3 separate regions of the Sus scrofa genome follow, and regions 2 and 3 are each linked to region 1. Evidence: chromatin contacts called from public HiChIP or PLAC-seq data. All regions are on one chromosome and are shown on one strand. Each heading gives the region's core, a stretch centred on a gene start, on an enhancer-like site or on the middle of the called end of the contact. The rest is flanking DNA. Distances are from core to core; before and after follow the strand shown. Region 1 overlaps ZBTB20 (zinc finger and BTB domain-containing protein 20). Region 2 overlaps ZBTB20 (zinc finger and BTB domain-containing protein 20). Region 3 overlaps ZBTB20 (zinc finger and BTB domain-containing protein 20).

Evidence for each region. HiChIP or PLAC-seq counts read pairs in DNA pulled down with a chosen protein or histone mark.
Region 2: a contact with region 1 is called in an H3K27ac HiChIP or PLAC-seq map of skeletal muscle, with 8 times the contacts expected there. The contact joins two enhancer-like sites. A contact is called at or near these places in 4 of 47 Hi-C or Micro-C datasets (embryonic fibroblasts, heart right ventricle, liver and 1 more) and 1 of 2 datasets of contacts at active chromatin or transcription factors (skeletal muscle).
Region 3: an H3K27ac HiChIP or PLAC-seq map of skeletal muscle shows a contact between it and region 1, with 5 times the contacts expected there. The contact joins two enhancer-like sites. A contact is called at or near these places in 1 of 47 Hi-C or Micro-C datasets (skeletal muscle) and 1 of 2 datasets of contacts at active chromatin or transcription factors (skeletal muscle).

Annotation. Positions count from the first base shown.
Region 1 is chr13:145,594,282-145,598,484 of Sscrofa11.1, reverse strand. All of the region lies in intron 6 of ZBTB20 (zinc finger and BTB domain-containing protein 20), which reads right to left. Among named protein-coding and RNA genes, the nearest start is that of DRD3, 170 kb to the left of the region's middle. Within about 2 kb of position 2,199, at least 47 of the 83 cell types and tissues checked have an H3K27ac peak or open chromatin away from gene starts, as enhancers often do. A contact at or near this core is called in liver and skeletal muscle, where this site is marked.
Region 2 is chr13:145,234,293-145,238,495 of Sscrofa11.1, reverse strand. The region is part of intron 3 of ZBTB20 (zinc finger and BTB domain-containing protein 20); the gene reads right to left. Among named protein-coding and RNA genes, the nearest start is that of ZBTB20, 380 kb to the right of the region's middle. Within about 2 kb of position 1,970, at least 36 of the 83 cell types and tissues checked have an H3K27ac peak or open chromatin away from gene starts, as enhancers often do. A contact at or near this core is called in liver and skeletal muscle, where this site is marked.
Region 3 is chr13:145,329,600-145,333,802 of Sscrofa11.1, reverse strand. The region is part of intron 4 of ZBTB20 (zinc finger and BTB domain-containing protein 20); the gene reads right to left. Among named protein-coding and RNA genes, the nearest start is that of DRD3, 440 kb to the left of the region's middle. Within about 2 kb of position 2,237, at least 23 of the 83 cell types and tissues checked have an H3K27ac peak or open chromatin away from gene starts, as enhancers often do. A contact at or near this core is called in skeletal muscle, where this site is marked.

The sequences.
Region 1 (4,203 bases), core at 950-3,449:
CCAGGCTAGGGATCACATTGGAGCTGCAGCTGCCGGCCTAGGCCACAGCCACAGCAACACCTGAACTGAGCTACGTCTGTGACCTACACCACAGTTTGCATCATCGCCATATCCTTAACCCAACGAGTGAGGCCAGGATCTAACCCACATCCTCACAGAAACAATGTCAGGTCCTTAACCTGCTGGGCCACAATGGGAACTCCCCCCTTGACTTTTCTAGCTTTGCTTTCATTAAACCTGAGGTGACTGCGGTAGCCTGGCCTAAGGTGAATTCCCTACCTGCTCTCCCTTAGCTCCCATGTCCCATATCTTAGCCTTTCACATACCTTGAGTATTCCCAGAACATCCTGGGAGATCTATATCTTTGGCTCTGTATCTTTACTCAGGTTATTTCCCTCGCTTTGAATGACTTTTTAAAAACTCTAATAGCTGAAATCATATCTTTCCTTTATACTTATTAAATATTGTCTCCATCTCATCTTGTAATTATCTCGATTCCTCTCTACCATATAGGACTTCTCTAGCTCGTTCTCAATTTTCTCTGAAATCTCCAAGCACTCTGTACTTCTCTTATTTTACTCATTAAAATTTTGTTTCAATAATGGTTATTTATGTGCTTATTCCCTATGAGACTGTAAACTCTCTGAGGGTAAAAAAATGTCGTAGCTATTTTTGAATTCCCCATGTTCATCCATTTGTTCCTTCCTCCTTCCCTCCCCCTACTCATTTATTCATGTATTCATTTCACAAATACTTATAATGTGTCTATGATGTGCCAGCATGAGCTAGGAAATAAAACAAGCTGGTTTCTGCCCTCCCAGACTTGCGGTCTAATGTATACTGTTAAGCAGAGTAGCTTAGACAAAGCTGTCATTCAATATAGGTTTGTTGATGGAATGAAATTGAGTTGAAATGAAAGTTTATTTCGAGAATAGCTATAGTCTGAATCCCAATTAAGTCTCCTACTCCTTATGCAGCAGTGAAATCTACCTTGATTGGCTGTTTTTCCTCTGAACCCATGAAGGGCATCTGATCAGAGTAGGACCATTTTGCTCACTAAAGCTAGGCTGGTCCTCATGAGTCATTTAAATATCAGGATGAAACACTAGTGACAGATATCACTTAGAAAAAATATTTAAGATGCTCATGGACAAAGCCTTCAGCTGTGTGTTTCAGGGAATTAAGGAATGTCTCTTTCAAACAAGAGTACATGGCCAACTCACCAACATTGCTCTTTTAACTTTGCAAAAGTTGCATTGTTCTTTTTATCAATGGCCTTGCTTCCCTCCATAGATTTGATTCTGCTTCCTACATGAGTCGGGCACCATACCCTCCTGTTTGTTGTCTCAAGGGTCACCTCTGGAGAACATAGCATAGAGGCATTGCAACCACTTCTATGTGTAGAAAATACTGAAGCCTCAACCCTTTGGCCTCACCCCTCTGTTTGCCTAGTGTCATTCACTTATACTCCTGCACAGATAACAGAGATCCACTCACTCTCCTTAGAAACAATTCCTTTCCCACCTCACTCTTCTCCAATAATTCTAGACTCCCTTTTTCCAGAGCTGGGAAACACTAAGACAACAACAATCTAAGTCTAGACATGCACAGATGTCGTTTTGACCCTATTTTTGCAGTTCGTAGTTTATTAAGGAGGAAAAAGTAACTCATGTAGTAATTAGTTGCAAATAACCTTCTTTGGTTGTGTAAAAGAATTATATAAACATGGCACATCTGAGGGCAAGTCTCTCCCAGCCCCGGTGGCTGTGCATTATCCCCTGGAGCCTTTAGAGGGCAGCAGCACACCGGATGACTCCAGGCAGCTTGTCAGGCGAACTCCTCACCAGACCAGAACCTTCCTCCTGGTCACCATGCCAAAGGTTGGTTTGCCAAGCTCTGGCCGCTTAGCCTCTTTCTTTCTTTTCAGTTTCTCTCTCTCTTCTTCTCAATCTCTCTCTCTCTCACCCTCTCTCCCTCCCAACCTCTCTCCCTCAATGTTAAAATTATACACTCTGATGAAGTCGCCCCTCAACCGGAAAATGAAAGCTCCAATGAAAAAGTTAGACGAGCCAACGACAACAAAGAAAGAAACTGGGAGAAAGGGGAAAGGGGGCTGGTGAGGGGGAAGGATTTAAGAACAAGAAAAGGGCAGATGTTTCGTAAATATATGCAAAGCAAAACTGGGTGTACCCTGAACACTTCCACAGAGAAACAGACCAATCATTGTGCACTTCCTCCCGCCACACTGGTGGAGCTCTGCATTCAAAAAAAAAAAAAAAAGAAAAAGAAAAAGTGTGGCCGTAGGCACCTGCCTTTCAACGGTCAGTTCTGACCTTCTGACTATCTCCCAATTGTCCAAAGAGAACAAAAACATTTTCATCTCCCCACTGCAAACCTTTCTGTTATGAGAAAAAGGCTGCTTCACAAACTAGGGAGGTGTTTTAAGGTGACAGGGCAGCTGAGTTAGCCAGCAGGATCTACTGGTTTTTAACTCTCATCATGCTGGCCCTGGCAACACGTTTTGGGCTGAAACATAGCAGTGAGTAAGGTTGTGGATGATGTTGGCTCTCTCCTTACCAGACCATATTGTATGGGGAAAGAAATATACATGAAAACATATTGAGGAGATGGGAGGTATTAAGCATGTTAAATACATGGAAATTAACTAGATCGGTGGCATTTGATGTATAGATTTCACACGTCTTTGCACATATTGCACACATACAGTGATGGCAATGCTTGCTGCAACATATGGAAAATAAATATTTTATCTGTGCGAGTTCTCATCAGTCTCTAGGGGCTGCTGAGAGGAGAGTATTCTCTTCTGTCTCCCTCTCCCAGTTTTCTCTTCTCGCTCAGTTCCCACCCTTTCCTGCACATTAATGTGCCTTTCACTTATCAGCCTGGCTGGATGGAAAAGAATTAGTCAGAACCTCCTTTTGATAAACAGTCATTGGATCATGACAACTTTGACCCATGACCCTCCTCATCAACCCCTCCTCTGTGCCCCCGCCCTGATTTTTTTTGGCTTGGTAACCATTTCCTTTCTCTCTTTCCCAGTGGTGCATGGAAGAGGCTTGGGGAGGGGGGCATAGGGGAGGTGGTACCAAAATACCCCAGTGGAGGTTGGTGGTAGACCTGAGGTACACCATCCAGTAGCTGTGTGCCCTAGGGACATTCCTTTGCTTCTCTGGGCCTCAGTTTTTTCATCCATAAAATGGAAATAATAGAACTTACCTTAAAAGGTAAGTTCTAAGGGCTGATGTGAGGATTACATGAGATAATTCCTATAAGAGAGTGGCACAGTGCTGGCACACGGAGTGCCCCGTGATGGTAGCTCTTTCACAGAGTGTCAGTTCTGTGGTTTTCATCATTTCAGCTATAAGGAGGTACTTCCTTTATCTTAGTAACCTTTTTAATATCTAGATCAGGTCAGGGGCAAATGGATGGTAATTGTAGCAAAGGCAGAAAGAATCTAGGGTGAGCAATCCCTTCTTCAACATTTGGATTTTACTGTATCGCCCTCCTGACACATCTTTCTGCTCACATGTGGCTTGTTGCTGCTGCTCTACCATTAGCTCCTCTTGAAGCTGAGGGTCAAGAAAGCTACACTTGGCCTAGAGAAGCCCAGCAAACCTGAGCACTACGGTCTTTTCATTGAAACCAACCTTTGGCACTCCAGCTTATCACGTTTTCTACAGTTTATCCTTTCATCACTTGGTCTAATGTTCTCAGGTCCATTTAAGATGTTTTCATGATTAAGATATTTTATTCTCTCAGTTTTTTTAACCTTCTTGGCAAGGTTGATTTATAATGTTTTTCAGTATATTTCTCTCCCTGTATCAGGCAGGATCTTGGCAAGAACCAGATGGCACACTCAGAGGTTTTAACCGAGGAGAGTTGAATGAAAGGACTCGATACTGAGGTAGAGAAGGGGCTGGGGACCCTCAAGGGATGAGAAGCACCAGGGACTAGCAGTAGGGGGAAGTTGTTAATCTCAGCTTTAAGCTGCTGAACCGAAGGAGGAAATGTGTAGAGGACCCTACATCCAGTCAGAGCTGAAGCTGGGCTAATAAATACCTCTCCTACTCTCCCATCTCTTGCTGATCCCACCCTTTTGGCCAAATTCAAAGAGAAGCCAGAGAAGAAGGCAGCCTGAGTAACACAGTCCAGAGAGGTTGGGCTCCTGGGCCACGTATCAGG
Region 2 (4,203 bases), core at 721-3,220, 360 kb after region 1:
GTTACTTAACTACATTTTTGCCATTTACTCCCCATACATTGAAAGGGTACACTGAAAACAATTCTCCTACAGAAGACTAATGAAATACTTAGCAAAAACAAAAGCTTCCAAAACACTATTAGAAATAAAAGTGCTGTATTTTTTTAATCTTGCATAGAACTCTGGCTCAATTTTTGAGCCTTTCCAAGTCCTCATAATTCTGTGGTATATAATAAAGCAGGCAGATGGTTTAGGCTCTGAACATATGCTTTAAATGCCCTCTTTGCTATTTGAAAATAATGGATCAAATTGTGCCCTCAAATGGTCACAAGAAACTTTAAGGAGGCTGCCTCTTGAAATTTGAGGACAGAATGTTATCCAGTGGGAATTAAACCTTTAAAAATACATTTTCTAAACTTTCTGAACTCTCTTCTACATATTAAGAGAAACCATTTTTTAATAAAATAGGATATAGTAAGGAAAAATTGTAACCAGCATAATATTACATGGTTCAAGGAAAAGATTAGGAGGGAAAATATGTTTTATATATTTATATCTTGAAATTCTGATTATCTAAAACCTATGAGAGTCATCTGATTTAATTTTTCAGTGATTGCCAGGCTTTCCATTTTTATTATTATTCCTATTATTATTACTATCATGTAGATGTTTTATTGTTAGAGCACTTTGCAATTATTAATTAGTTAATTTAGTTTAAATTATGTCTGTGCCTTTGTTTTAAATCCATGTTATTCCTAGTTATTACAATCCTAAAATACTATTTCACCAGCCAATTACTCACATTTTAAAAACATTTTGTTGTCGATGAAAGCACATTTTCCAGGTTTTCACAGAATATGAAATTCATCCTCAGTGAATATATGTGATTTGATAATGTTCTTCACATAACCTAGCTGTACTTAGGAGACCACCTCTGTTTCTTAATGTCAACATTTTGTATATAGAATGAGCCTTCATTTCCACACATATTTTTATGTATTTAAATTCAGTTTTGAAAAAAGTCTCTAACGTAGTCTCACTTATCTTACAATGTCCACAAAACTCAGTAGTCTGATCAACACTTCAGATAAAAAGACCGCACAATTGACAATAAGGACATTTTGCTTATTACAGAAGCCCAAAGTTTAAGTAACTATTCCAGAACCATAACGCCCCTTTAGAAATTCTGAACAAGAACTAGCTCGACGCTAATGTAAAACAGAGTTTACTTTAAAAAATAAATGCAAGAGTTGTACCCAAATGTGTTTGGGACACTGTTAAGACAGGTCAAAATTAACAATACTGAGCATAACTAAAGAGCTTTAAATCAAGTGATAGTCTTATACAAATAGCCACAAATACCTGAGTAAAGTTTATAAGTATTATTGGGGCAAAACATTAACATGCTCTTTTGCTGATAAAGATACAAAGTAACTCTGTGAAAACCTCCCTCCTTCTCATTTCTCTAACTTTCACAATAAATGCAGTACTGAAACCAAATTCTCAGTCAACGCAGAAATGCGCCGAGCAGTATTCCAATAAACAACAAATTGATTAAAAAAAAAAAGACCCCACCAGATTAAAAATTTCCCCCATCTTTCCCTTGCTTCCCCTTGTTCTTTCACTTTCCATGCACACACAATCACACTTACCTGCACAAGTCTGAAACATCAGTCTATGTAATTTTTTTGAAATGTACTCTGTACCGATGCATTTTTCTGTGTTTCTTTCTAACCCTCGGGAATGTTAAGAATTTAGGAAGAGAGCCACAGCTTAAGAGAGCAATTATTTGCCAGTAAATACTCAATTTGCTTGTCCTGTGATTTTTCTTCTAACTTGCATATTCAATAATCCGTCCCTGACTGCGTCACGAGCACAAAAAGTCTTTTCTCCAAAGGAGAACACTTTCGCCAATCAACCTTCAGCCATGCCAGGGCACAGCTCGTCAGGGTGATTTGTTAGCTTTAATTAATAATTCCTCACGCTGGCCATTTTAACAAATAACACAGTGAGACTGGGACTCTAGATGGCTATGATTCAGGCCGATAAAACTACAGTGGAAAAGAGGTGGGGAGGGGTGTGGGGGAAATTCAGACGCCGTTTATAAACACCTCTAATCATACTCTTTCAGTTTACAATATAGAGGACATCTCAGCGGAATTACCACGTTATGTCCACCAATTTGTATTCAGATGGGAGCCATATGTTCCTCCACTTTATCTGCTAAGGCCTCCTTGGTGCCAACACAGTCATCGGGCAGACAACATTTACAAAAGAGGTCTCTAGCCTCCAGATTGCAAAAGTTTACTGCAGGGTGAAGTTGAGAAATCAGACATGTACGGCACTTCTCAGTGAGCCTGTGTAGCAGTCCAGAAACACAAAGGTAAGAATTGTGAGTATCAGATTTACTTTTAACCTGCTGTCTGATACTGGGCATTTCATTTAATCTTTTCTTAAAAATCTCATACCTCATCCTCAAAACAGTTAACAATAATGGCTGATTGGTTCATGCATTCCACAAACATTTATTAAATCCCAACTATACGCCAAGCACTGTATTAAATGCTGAGAACATTTTTTTTAAAGTAAGACTTTTCCAGATAACTGACAGAATCCATGTTATTTATTATATAACAAACAGATAATGTGCTTGAACAAAGCCACCAAACAGGCAGCATGTGAATAAAACTAAGGATTCATAACACTGTCTGTATGGTTCAGTCAAGTAATCAGTACTTGAGTCCATGTGCCAAAGCGATGCTGCAAGTAAAAGCAAAGAATAAGAACAAGTAAAAAAGATGTTTTATTTCAAAGATTAGAAAACTTCCCTCAAAGTGACTAGAACACTTAGAAACATAGCAATCTGTTCATTAAGCAATGTAAATCATTTGAGGAACATGCAAAGATATGGGATATTTTATTCATGCCCTGATGTGCGTGTGTGTGTGTGTGTGTGAGACTGCAAGTTCATTAATTTATTGGATATATATTTATTGAGCACCTATTCCATCTTAACTGAATAATACTGGGTATGAAGAGATAAATAAAGCACAGTCCTTGTCTTTAAGAAGCGCACAATTTAGCCACCAGCCTCGAAAAAAGAAAAATCCAAGCAGAAAACTATAATACAATACAGTGAGAGCAATGTCATAAATACTCATAAAAGTATGAGGCAGGGCTTCTAGAAGTTATGTGTGGACTGTTTCTAAAGGTAAAGTGGGAATATCACCAGTAGGATAAAATTCTAGAGAGAGAAAAACCTTTGTGACCTTTCTAAAGTTTTTATTAGAATTAGATTGCTAGTTAAAAACTATGGTATTCAAAGCAGGATAATTCAGATACATAATGATAAACATTTCAGGATTTTAAAGGGAATTTCTTAAGAAAAAAGGATCCTCAAACTACAATATCTTGACATTATCAGAAAAGTAAGCAGTATCTCCAGAAGTGGTACAACAGTGACAATATATGTTATTCTTACTTTCAGTATGTTTCAGTTGTCTTGGGCAAATAGGAAGCATGACACACACACAGACTTTTTTTTCCCAGCCCATTTATCTTCTTTCACTATGTACATACTTGTATAGCTTCTATTTTCATTGAACCATAAGATAAATCATATCTGTATGACCATTAAAGGAAGTGGAAAATCTATATCAATTTAGTGGTTACATGTATTATTCTAGCCAGAGTACAGGCTTTTCATTACTAAGGGTGAAAATGTTGAGGAAAAGAAGTAATACCTCAATTCCAAAAAAAAAAAAAGTCTTTTTCAGAATGAGTAAATGTTCCTAAAAACTGCATAGAGTTCTTAATGACATTAAATGTTTTTTATGTTAAACTCAATAATGAGGCAGTTACCAGACTACTACATTTACCATAAATCATTAACAACTAGCCAGAACTGATACAATTATTAATTTATTCAACACATATACATTGAGGTCCTGATATGTACCAAGTGCTTCCCAGGTACTGTTTGATTTTTTATTTTTGTAATGTTTATATTTAGTAAGTTTACCATTTATTGAGTGCTTACTATATGCTAGTAACTGATCTGAGAACATTACATATATTATCTCATTTAATCCCCACAATATTATGAAGTATCTACTATTAACATCTCCATTTAATAGATTATGAAACTCATGAGCGGTGAATCTAGATATTTGCCATATGGATTCATTCTAAATAATGAGACCAGTGCCACTAGCACCCATAGAA
Region 3 (4,203 bases), core at 988-3,487, 260 kb after region 1:
ATCTTTGCCTTGTAGATGTTTGGAAACAATGCCTACATGTAGTTTTCTGTCAATAAATTTTCTTTTTCACTTAATTTTGGACATTTTCAGCTACTGTTTCTTCAAACATTATTTTTGTCCCATTTTTCTCTTCTGCCATCTCCAGTCTGCTGATAAGTCTTTCCAATGAATTATTTTTATTTCCGCTATTGTACTTTAAACTTTTGTTTCTTTTTAATAATTCCATTTATTTTCTCTTTTCCAAGAATATTAGACTGTTTGGTATTGTTTATAGATCATTGGCACAGAACATTTTTTCAGTCCTTTTTCTCCCCTTTATATTAATAATTTTTATTAATTTTATTCAAGTTTAATGACACTTTCTTCTGTCATATCCAATATGCTGTTAAGCCTCTCCAATTATTATGTATTTGTTTGTTTCAGATATTTAACCTTAACTCTTTGGATTTTTTTTTAATTCCATTTCTCTGATTATTTTCTCATCTGTTTCCTACTTAGAATTGAAATCAGACTCAATCATAGTACTCATCACTTGTTCTAACAATATACATTTCTTGCCCTTTCCAACATTAGTAGCTTACTTCTTCTATCATATAAGCTTGCTCTCCACCATACAATTCTTCCTCATTTCATGGAGCAGCAGTAGCATGGAAATCTCAGATGGAAGCAATAAGTGGTCAAAAAATACCCATGGAATCAAAGAATCCTTAATAGGCTATCTAGTTCTGTCCTTTAGAAATCAGCTTCATATCCATCTCTTCCAGCGAGTCACTTATTACTCCATCTCACCAATTTACCATGACAGATTGATATAACCGACCAATTATTAATTTTTTTTTAATGTATCAACAACATTCCAGGTGCTGAGAGGAAAACAAACTTAGAACAAGACAAGTTCCTTAGCTACAAATACATTACACATTAGTTAGGGAGATTCCTACCCATCACACAGTTACCTACAATATAACCTTTATTCAACTTATTTCACCAATCTCTATGTATGCATTTATTCCAATATGTTGTTATTTCATTTTTTCCTTTCTGTTTGTAATAGTTTCATAAGGCTATTCATTTCAAGAGTCTAACTGGCTTCCTATCGATATCCATCCATTAAACCTTGAGAACTGAGGGTCAAGTGGAGCCCTGTGGCTCCTATTAGGTCCCTCTGGTGGAACTCAGTCCTTGCTGCCTCATCCAAGCTTCCTCACCCAGCTTGTAATCAACTTAACTTTTAAAGTCTTTGTACACATTAGGTAATATCTGTCCTCTGTACTCCCAGGGGGCTGTGGTCACTGCCTAGCTAGGAAGCCCTACCCTTCATTATTCAGCCACAGCTTGAAGAATATTCTAATTCTAACCTTCCGCCCTCTGATGGACCAGCTGCATCAAAGCCTGTATTCCCTTATTTGTTTGTTTTTTTCCTAAAGCAGAATCACTATTTCAAACTAAGTCATTTATTAGAAAAGTAAGGACTCTGGATTCAAATTTTCAAAACATGTCTCTTCTGTGAACCATGGAAAATCTAAACTGAATTATGCTTCATATTAGAGTTAGGACTCATGTGGTCCCTTTTTCTCTGGCCCTCTGGATCCTTGCATGCTGTTCAGGGGAAGTTGCTGGCTTTTGAACTGACAGTTTAGAAATGAAGGCATTTTTCTTTTAGGGAGAATAGTCCTTCAGTGATTCAAACAACGAGCCTTGTGATCAAAATAATTCATAAAGGAAAAGATTTATGAAGTGACTTCACTAGCACACAATGCATTTTTTAAACTTTGTTTTTTAAATAAATCTGTCAGTACACAAGCCAAGACAACACATCTGAATGCAATATCAGTGGACACACCCTGAATCTCTTTTCCTTTGCTTGTCCAAGACTGTGGCAGAAAAGGAAAATACTTCTCTTTGTCTTTTTAAAACTTGATATTAGTTTTTTAAGAAAAATAAAAATGTGAGTTCTATGAAAAGACTTTTAAAAACTGTGCATACTATCATTTACTACATAAAGCCTGCCTTTAAAAAATGCATTTTCCATCTACCACTTGTGCTTGTTTAAGAAAATAAAAAATAAATAAAGAAGTCTAACTTATAATGAATCCCTCTGGCATAAGGAAGCCTGTTCTAATCTCCCTTTATCAGGTTTGAGTGATAGTTCTGCTCAACGAGTATTGACAAGGCCGTCCTGTTTCTCAGGCTTTCGTTTCCCTCAGTTGGAGAAGGATACAGTGCATTTTCACATTCTCAAAGTCTGCAGTTGTTTTTATATAAGAAGCAATTTGCTTGGGTCACGTCAGGTCGAATGGGATGCCTGCCCAGCTCTTGGTTTTAAAGGAAAAACATACAGAAAGACACAAAAACACAGCAGTTTCCTTCATTAAATTCCACTCTACCTGCCATGGGCTTCTAGCCACAATGGAATTTCCCACCCTGGCCTAGACTAGCCTGACTTTTATTTTTAGGGATTTTTTTCCCCCCCTTAAATCTTATGAGCTTTCTTTCAAGTGAACTTTGAGGTAAGGATTATTAAATGATAGAGTAATTGCCTGGTTTAAAAAGAATCAGAAGTGAGAAACAAATGCCTGGTGACCTTCCGTAGTATTGTTGGATAACCACTCCCTAGAAAAGAGCCTTTCAAAAAACTGTTCATAATCAGTACAACAAGACAGGTAACATAGTTCAAAACAAAAAACCGAATCACGAAATGAAAATGGCAAGGTTACCTTTTAAGTCAGACCCTCTACTTACCATACGTTGGATAGAAAGAATTTTAGGGGAAAAAATATAAGTAACTAAGAAAACAACCAAGTCCATAGATAGAGAAGAGGGGAGAGAGAGAGAGGGAAAAAGGCAGGCTTTTGGACCATTCTCTTCTGAAAACCATTTATGCTTTTGCCCATAGCCTGGGGGCAACTGATTTAATCAGGGTTGTTCATGTGGATTATCTAAACTATGAAAAGCAACAGGGAGAACTTCCCAAGAAATACAGACTAGGTCGGCTGCAAAACACTTGGTTTGCGGCCTGGAGCTAAGTAGTCTGTTCACATTGTACTCAGGGTCTTAAGGAGAGTGGATCAATGCCTCTGTAATTCTTTGTCCCTTTGATCTACCTCACTATTTGGTGTCTCTTGGCATTACGAAAGCTCTCAAAAATGACCCTGCCTAGTTAACTGATTTACAGTCTGGAGACAAAAAAAAAAGGAAAGAAAGAAAAAAGTCTAGTAATGAGGGAGAAACAATGTACCTTCTTTCTATCTTTTCTCAACATAAATAAAGACTGAAAGATGTGGTTTTGGGAGATGTGAACCCCACTCTCCCTACATTAACAATAGCCTTGTCAGAGCCAAATTGAGGCCTTATCTCAACAAATTCTCTTTGAGACATATCAAGTTGGCCCTCTCACTGATTTTTTTTTCAAGTGGATTTTGCATAATCTTTTTTCAAATGACAAAGTTTACTTTTCAGGCATGTCATTTGCTTTGTTGCTCTTCTTTACTCGTTTCAGCTTCTTATCCTCAAACCCATTTCCTTGTTAAAGTTGACTGTTAATGCAGCCATTCCATTAGTATCACAGCACATTTATAAACCAAAGTCTAGTTCACTCTACCTGGCTTCGAAAACCATTTGCTGCTTGAGGCCATTTCATGAGTTTGTCCACTCATATGAATAAACAACAATTTGTCTATAATGTGAATTTGGAAAACAAAAGAGCAGCTGCATGGAACTAAGTCTACAGAGGCCAAAATTGCTGCCACAGGTTTCATGGCTGCTACCCCTGCATGAGCTATATTCTACATTAACTTCATCTTAGATATTAGGATTCTGCTTCTTAAATGGATTCCACTTTCCTCCAGGAAAACCAAGTGGTTTACCCTGACATTTAACAGTGATTTAGTGATTTTAGAGTTTCTTCTAACTCTAAATGTTCATGAGACTCGTGAACTTGTATCTAGACAATTAATCTGAGCATTTTAGCAGTTCCCTGAGGCTGCATATGGTCTCTCACAGACCCTTGCAAGCCTTGAGATTTTTGAAACACTGTCTAGTTTGTGGTTGGGCTGCCAAGGCGTAAAGCAAAATCATTACTTATGGTGACTCCCCCTCAAGCACTAGTGAACTAAAGTACAAGGAAACCTTTACTGTACTTTAAACATAACATTAGGATTAATGCTGAAAACCAAGGAACTAAGGGCCTGTAAATATACCAAC